Linked DNA regions of Gossypium arboreum: region 1 is linked to region 2. The links are chromatin contacts, called in public Hi-C maps. All regions are on one chromosome and are shown on one strand. The core of a region is the stretch at or near the end of the contact, and the rest is flanking DNA. Distances in the headings are between cores, read along the strand shown. Region 1 holds the start of LOC108486519 (protein PPLZ12). Region 2 holds the start of LOC108454003 (peptidyl-prolyl cis-trans isomerase FKBP53).

Evidence for each region. Hi-C and Micro-C count contacts between places; a contact is called where the count stands out from the background.
Region 1: a contact with region 2 is called in a Hi-C map of leaf, with 2.2 times the contacts expected there. The contact joins the promoter of LOC108486519 here to the promoter of LOC108454003 in region 2. A contact is called at or near these places in 2 of 5 Hi-C or Micro-C datasets (both in leaf).

What each region holds. Positions count from the first base shown.
Region 1 is chr9:41,691,810-41,696,101 of ASM2569848v2, forward strand. LOC108486519 (protein PPLZ12) reads right to left here and starts at 2,280. Exons shown (of 5, transcript XM_017790609.2): 1 at 1,808-2,280; 2 at 1,474-1,594; 3 at 1,265-1,356; 4 at 188-284. The coding sequence starts at 2,002. It overlaps LOC108486518 (LRR receptor kinase SERK2-like), which reads right to left. Exons shown (of 3, transcript XM_017790608.2): 2 at 4,036-4,292; 3 at 2,333-3,929. The coding sequence ends at 2,605.
Region 2 is chr9:41,439,905-41,443,920 of ASM2569848v2, forward strand. LOC108454003 (peptidyl-prolyl cis-trans isomerase FKBP53) reads right to left here and starts at 2,688. Exons shown (of 11, transcript XM_017752280.2): 1 at 2,499-2,688; 2 at 2,123-2,196; 3 at 1,499-1,737; 4 at 1,191-1,336; 5 at 35-365. The coding sequence starts at 2,511.

The DNA of each region.
Region 1 (4,292 bases), core at 1,030-3,529, 250 kb after region 2:
GAATTTCATTGCATCGTTTAATAGCTTAATTAGTACCAAGAAGACAGACGTGATTCTTACAGAAGCTGGAGTTTAGGTAGTACTTTCACAACTTTAACAAAATTTTATATGCTTGTATCAGAAAGAGAGAACTAAAACAGATAGCTCAATAAAAGTGGGAACATCTTTAATTGGTACATGTCATTACCTGCATTTATCTCATTCATTGCTTTGCGTACAGAAGAATCAGGAATGATGTCAACCATCAGAATATGCTCAATGCTATATCCATATTCTCCCATAACCTGATACATAATTTCAGATTCAATATAATATATGATATGAATAGCCTCATAAAAGGTAGAGAAGAAGCACATAGATTGAGAAAAGGAAACCCAAATTTAGAAGCATGCATAACCACTCTAGCGCAATTAGATAGAAAATGGTCATAATTTATCATGTATCATTAAAAAAGAATAGCTACATTACAAGAAAATGAAAATGGCTGTTCCTCATGCATTCATATTCTGGTAAAATGCAGGCCAAACAAGAAGACCACAAAATAGTCCTAATCTCTCCTTTATTGCAAAGGAGAGCTAGTCCATTGCTTCACTTACCATCTACTATTGGGCACATCAAACTGAAAGCAACAAGTACAAGACTGACAGTAAAAGTAACATGGAGGCCCCTATACTAGGCGCTAGATTGCATTTTGCCTCTCTACTAAAAAATGGGCAAATTAGTAATGGGCAAATTAGTCTCTATACGTTAAATCAAAGAGGCAAATTGATCCTTTTTTATGAAAATTTCATTCATTTATACTGGTAAAAATTAGCATAACTGATGGAATAACCAAAAAGTGACACATGATGTGCCATGTGTATTTGATACTGATGTACAAGGACCATTTTTGAACCGTAGAACTGGATGAAATTTTTTACAGAAAGATCAGTTTGCTTTTTTATCTAATATATGTGGACTTATTTGCTCAAAATGCATGACTCTTAGTACAAGGACATCTATCGTACTTTTTTCGAGAGTGACATATCAAAGTTTACTTAGGTTTACCAGCTCATCAGTTTCTACAACCAAAATTTATCTATACATATACATGCCTATATAATCATTGGTCTTCTTCGGTCTACCCGTTAAACAGTTTTTACAACCAAATATATATGTATGTGAGTGTATATATACATGTATGCCTTATGCGCTTAATTTAAGCACTCTTGAGTAGTTTGGTGCATAAGGATAACTGGTATAGCAAATGAATGAACTATACTACCTTCTCAATTTCCTCAAGCACTGCTTTAGCAACCTCACCCTTTTGTTCAAAGAGTTCATCCAAATCCATCCTTGGAACTATAGCTCGAACCACTACCACCAACAAGGGAAAAGAATGAGACGAAATGGGATGCATAAATGGTTTTAGTTTACCAAAAAAGGAGCATAATATTATGGCTGATACGCATAAAGAAAGCCAAAGAAAATGACCATCAAACACAAAAGCCTGGATCTGTTCTTTGGGATTTTGCAGCTCATAGAATGCATCATCAGCATGTCGTTTCATCACTCGGTATTGAATGGAGCAAACCAATTGAACAAAAACATTGTCCTACAAAATGTAACATTCTCGTATTCATACTCATTGATCTTCAGCTAGTAAAGCAACAATATCAATGTAAATCTTGTTCAATATTGGGCGATTTCCCAGCAAAACAAGCACACACAAAAAAAAAAAAAAAGAAATGATAAAATTCATATGATGAATTGATTAGAAATAGAGAAGCTAGGCATATTGATGGAAGGGGTTAATACGGGACTTGACCTTGGTTTTGGTCTCGATGCGAACATCGAGAGAAGAGATTCGGGTAGAAAGGACGCCAGCGAGCCATTGACCAGCGCAGGGGTTAAATAAGTGAAGGCCAGGCTCCGCTAACTTCTCGAAACGACCCCACCTCTCCACCACGCCTATACTGGCCTGATCGACGCACGCAAAGAATATGCAAGACGTATTCCCCATTTTTTTTTCTCAATCGATAATAAACAAAACGGATGAAACAAAAAAGAAAGAACTAAAATCAAATGAAAGGAGGTGGAATTCTTTGGTTCTTGATTACGAGTTAATACGGTGATAAGTAGGAGATTCGGTGTGGACGGACTACGATAAGGATTTGGACTCTCGACTTCTCGTGTCGCCTCCTTCGTGGTGATTTTTTTATTTTGAGAAAAAAGTTGGTTTTAATTGGATTTGGATAGCATCCAGGGTTGCTTCTTGACGTAGGGGATTATTACCTTTGCTTGACCCATTGCATTTTGAAGTGCAGAAAAAACAAAATAGAAATCAAGTATATTTACTAAAACGCTCCATAATATGGAATGGTTATTATCTTCTGTTTTCGTACTCTGAAGATATCATACCAGAATATCTCACCAGACTCTGATCAAACAAGTAAATTTCACATGACTTTACCCAAAGTATCCCAGCAAACACAAAGAGCCATCATAAAGCTAGGGAGATGAAAATAAAATTAAGGGTTTACAAAGTTACATCACTTGTGCCAATGAAAGCACAAAAATCCAAAACTTAAAAAGCTTGACATGAAAATCCAGTTGAAACCGAGTCTACACGCCCAGATCTTGAACCACTGCTTCCATGGATGGTCTTTCTACAGGACACTCGTGAGTGCAATGCCAAGCAATTCTTGCAAGTTTAGCTGCTTCATATTCCAAGTACCTACCATGTAGGTTTGGGTCTATAAAATCTTGGATTCTACAACATTCACCTCCAACTCGTACCAAGCTAGTCACATTTCGTTTCCCACAAAGGACTTGAAAAACCACGACCCCAAATGCATAAACATCACTCTTCTCGGTAAACCAGCCTGTACTAGTGTATTCAGGAGCTAAGTAACCCATAGCAGCACTGCCCTTGAGTGCTGCAAACACGATATCATTGGTAAGGAGGTTGTGCAAGCCCGAATCCGAGAGCAAAGGATTGAACTGATCATCGATGAGCACTTTTTGAGCTGAAATGTTTTGGTGAACGAGGGCAGGTTTGTTTACTTCGTTACGATGCAAATATGCTATACCTTTGGCTATGCCTTTAACAATGGAAACTCTTGTGGACCATTCCAAGACCTGTCCATTACCATCCTTGACATCAAGACAGCTTAGTAAATTCCCATTAGGGACAAAATCATATATGAGAAAGCACTCTCCCCGGGCCTTTGAACAACAGAACCCTCTCAATCCCACTAAATTTTCATGCTTCAATGAAGCCAAAACATTCAGTCCCTTCAAGAACTCAGCGTCATCTGATTTGCAACTAGTTTTGCCGATGCTTTTAATCGCAATAGCTGATCCATCCCTTAGAAACCCTCTATAAGTTGCGGAAAAGTTACTCTTCCCCAATAAATTTAACTCCGAAAAGTACTGAGTAGCTGTCTCCACCTCTTCTAAGTTGAACCTAAAGCTCTCAGCAAAGCCATTGTAGTTCCTGCCATCAGCCAAAGGATCCCAACCATTAGCATACTCAAGGCTAATGAGTGGAGATCCGTTCTTCCTACTAAACTCCTTGGTTTGATCGGTGCTAAGGCGGTTTTCAGGAACTTCAGATAAGCTACTAAGCTTCTGTTTCTGGCGATGATATTGCATGAATGTGACGAGTCCTATAACTGATAATGCAACTATGACAACAATCAGGGCAACAAGAATAGGACCCCTTTGAGACTTTGATGGCTTCGAGCAGGGCTTTTGCTCACAAGGTAACTGAAGATTTGCCGTCTCCGGTATTTCTCTAGTAACACCAGCTGCCTCTGAACCATACACCTCAGGTTTGCTTGGATTAATATGATCAGAATCATTACAAACTTTCAATGATGCAAAACCAGACCCACATAGACCCGGATTATTTTGAAACAAGAATCCATCATTCAGCCTCTTAAGAGCTACATCAAACCAAGAAGGGAAAAAAATCAAATGAAGTTCATTATTATTTTTCCATAAAGCCAAGCAGAATATAGTTATATATATATATATACATAAAAGATGTACCAAGAGGGACATTGCCAGAAAGTGAATTGTTCCGAATGTCTAGAACTTGAAGCAAAGGTGCATCAGCTAGTTTCGTAGGGATAGAACCAAAGAAACTATTGAAACTCAAATCAAGCCTTATTAATGTACCCAAATCCCCTAAACTTGCAGGGATTGCACCAGTAAGTTGATTGGACTGCAAGGCAAGTACATTAAGCTTCTTTAAAGATCCCACTTGTGTTGGTATGCTTCCTGTGAGCTGGTTATAACAGAGCTGC
Region 2 (4,016 bases), core at 1,438-3,937:
TTTAGAAAAAACTGTTAAGTTGAGGGCATCTTACCCCCCTTCTTCATCAGTGTTTTTAATTTTTCTTTTCTTTTCACTAGCATCTTTTCTTGTCTTGTCTTCTTTAGTTAAATTTTCTCTAAGTTCCTTGGTTTCTGGTTGAGGCTGCTGAATAGCATCTTCGCTTTTTTGTGAAGCAGAAACTGGAAAGCCATCTTCATCTTCAGTTTCCAAATCTGTCACACCAGCACCTCTCTTGACAATAAGTTGACCCTGTGAGTTCTTTTGTTCCTCAGAGCCAGTCAATTTATTCTTTCTCTTGGATCGTTTAGATTCCTCATTTCCTTTTGTAGGTTTTTCATCATCCATGATCTCCTCGATTACAACTAAAGTTAATTCAAAAAAGAATAGTAAGCAAAAAGCCCATCAATACCAGTTAAAATGCAACAAAAACCCTGTACATGGAATAAGGAACATCTAGAAACTATTATGTACAATTTTCAAAAAACGAATAATGGATCAACAAAGTGAAAGAATAAATTACATAATTGGTCAATGCTTCAATAATGTGCTTAAACATAAAATTTCACCAAAAATTTCAACTCTGACCACTGAATGATCTTTAAAAAAAAACAGCTAAACCAATTATAATTACTAAATCCTCATCACATCTATGAAACAGTTCTTGAATCTTCCTTCACATTGAAATAATAAATTACCTAACTGGTCAATGCTTCAATAATGTGCTTAAACATAAAATTTCACCAAAAATTTCAACTCTGACCAATGAATGATCTTTAAAGAAAAACAGCTAAACCAATTATAATTAATAAATCCTCATCACATCTATGAAACAGTTCTTGAATCTTCCTTCACATTGATGCTTATATACAGGTTTTAAACAAAAGAAAGTTTCTCCATCTGCCAACCTTCTGCACATCAGTTTTAACCAAAATTTTCAAATTGTTCAGAACAAACAGAAATTCCAGAAGCAGTAGGTCATAATTTAGGGAACAAGACTATACTTTTTCATACCAAGTTAGCCATGCATTACTTACAGGTTCTAGCTGTATAAAATTATTAAGAAAATCAAATTAAAATAATTTTCAAGGGCTGCAGATTGGTATACATGACATGATAGAAAAAAGCAACATATATGATCCAGTTTCTACTTAATGAAATCTGGTAAAGATATCCAAAATGTCAAATACCTCCACTATTTGGGACAGGTGGACGGAAGAACTCAAGATCATCATCATCTATGAAATCATCTCCATACTCCTCATCAGAACAATAATCAGAGGACTCATCTTCGGACTCAGTCTCAGTCTCAGCAATATCCTCCCCATAAGAATCACTTCATAATGTAGTAAAGGAATTAATAAATCACGTTATATGCGCCACATTCTGAGTTATAAACACCTCAACCATGTTCTCAGTTCTTTCATGAAACAATTTAATAAAAAATGAAATGCAAATATGCTTGTCTTCAAATAAGAGAAATTAAATAAAAGGATACGACTCATATTCATCTCGTAGGTGATCTCCATCATCAGCAACAAAGTAACCAGAGAGGTGGATGCTTTGAGGGCCAAGTACTGAGAAAGCAACTAAATCATCGTCTTCATCAAATTTAAGATCTAAGGCGCAAGTCTCATTCTGATTTGGTAACAAGGAACACAGGATGATCGGACTCTTGTGTCCGACAGAACACTGAAGTACAGACCTCTCTTTAAATGATCCAAGGCCTAAAGTTGCCTGTGTTACCACATGTTATAAATTAACAATGGAACATACATCGTATCAAGAAAAACAAAACCAAAATTAGGAACCCAAAAATCATTTGCACTAGCAATTTAGAGAACTAACAAGAAGCCTAAATTCTGACTAAGATTCACCATTATACGTTATTTATATGTTTCAACTATTCAACTCCATATAAACAATGCACTCCATTGATGAAGGGTCAGAAAACCTCAAAACATAACTAATAAAAGCATGTGACTACAATCTTATTCCTACAGTATTTACTAATTAATAATTGTATAAGAAAAATGAAAACTCCAACATGAACCAGAATTCAGAAAACAAAATGCTCTGGCTTTTCCTTTTAACTTTGAATTTCTGAATCAGGATAATATACCTGAGTAATGTGAAGCTTTCCCCGAACATTGTCAGAATGATAAGGGTGTGGTTTTCCAGGTTTGACTTCAATTCCTGGTTTACGAAAAAAAAAAAAAGAGCCTATAAGAACAAATAGAGAGTTTCAAGAAAAAACAAATACAACAAGCAATGCATCGTTTGGTAACTGGTAAATGGCCCGAAGACGATAATGAATCTTGGGTTTAATTTCAAAAGAATCCTCGATCCAAACCCATTATCATAATTCAAATTTCTCGAATATTTCCTCTACTGTTTACCATAACCAAACAATGGAACAATGAAATGTGAAAATACAAAATAGTAAGAGTTTAAAGCGAGAAAAGTAAAAGGGTTTTGGTCAAGATAAAAGAACTGACCCCAGAAACCCATTTCTTCTTGATGGGAGAAAATACTGAAAACCAAAAGCAGCTGCTTCTAAAACCCTAGAGGGTTTTCGTTATGCGATTTTATTAAACCCTAAATGCCCGTTTAATGATTTGGTCGTCCTTCGCTCAGATGAATTTTGAGCGGTCGGATCAAATTTCCCTCAATTATTAGCATATTTAAATTTTCCTCGCTCAATATCAAAAATTTATAAATTGCTGATTAAATTATTTGAAAAAAAATCCTCGACTTTTAAGTGTGTTTATTTCTAGTGCTATGGTTTTTATTTTCTTTTTATTTTAAGTTTTATCGTTGTTTTTATACTATTAAATGCGTCATTTATCCAAAAAGATCCTAAATTGTTGAAAGATATTTGATATGGTCAATTAACTCGTTATAGGATAAACTATATTCAAAATCACTCAACAATTAACGTGGTCAATTAACTCATTATAGGATAAACTATATTCAAAATCACTCAACAATTAATAAGTTCATAATTTGATCAATCAATTTCAAAAATATTATAAGTTCATTATTAAACTATCTAAAAGTTGTATTCTAGGAATCTCACCATCATCTAGCCTTCTCTAACAAAAAAGCACATTGAACAAAGCTTTTCTTTTCATTCTTTTTCAACTTCATGGTTTAATTTTCTTTCAAATGACCAGACACTTCATTGATTTAAATTCAAAACCCTAACCAAGAAGCTCTTTGATCTCTATCCACCATCATTAGATGGTCGCCTAGCTTCGATATGTTTCTCTTCTTAATAAGGCTTTCTTCTTACCTTTTGAATTGAACTTTCATTGCTTGGAACTCTCCAACTAAATTTTGTTTGAATCTAATATCTTTAAGTCTCTCTCTCTTTTTTTAGCTTAATGACAAATTTGACCACTAACATTGACATGTTTTGTCAAAATGGCTCTAATTGTATTTTTGAATATTTTTTGGCCATCAACCTTTATTTTTTTTCAAATTGCCTTTTTTTAACAAAATTGATGAAAGTGTTGTTAAAAAAATTAATGAGATGATGTGGAATAGTTTTAATGAGATATGATTTATTACTTAGATAACCTAATAAAATAATTACATGTGGAAATAATAAAATAAATAATTTATGAAGTTAAAAATAACTCTTAACTTAAAGAAAATAAACATAATTATCTACAAAAGGTTTCAAGCATTTAGTATTTTCGATTTGATTTATTAATTATTTTTGGAACCTCCTAGTAATCAAACGTATGCATTTATTTTGAAACTCTTTTTTAGATAGTTATGTTTTTTAATTAAGACTTATTTTTAAAATTTCATGTATGATTTATTTATTTTATTATTTTCACATGTAACTATTTTATTGGGTTACTAAGTAATAAGTTACATCTCATTAAAATATTTCACATCATCCTCTGTTAATTTTTTAATGATAGTTTCATTAAATCTGTTAGAAAAAGCAGTTTGAAAAAAAAAAGATTGATGGCCAAAAAAGCCTCAAAAATACAATTAGGGTT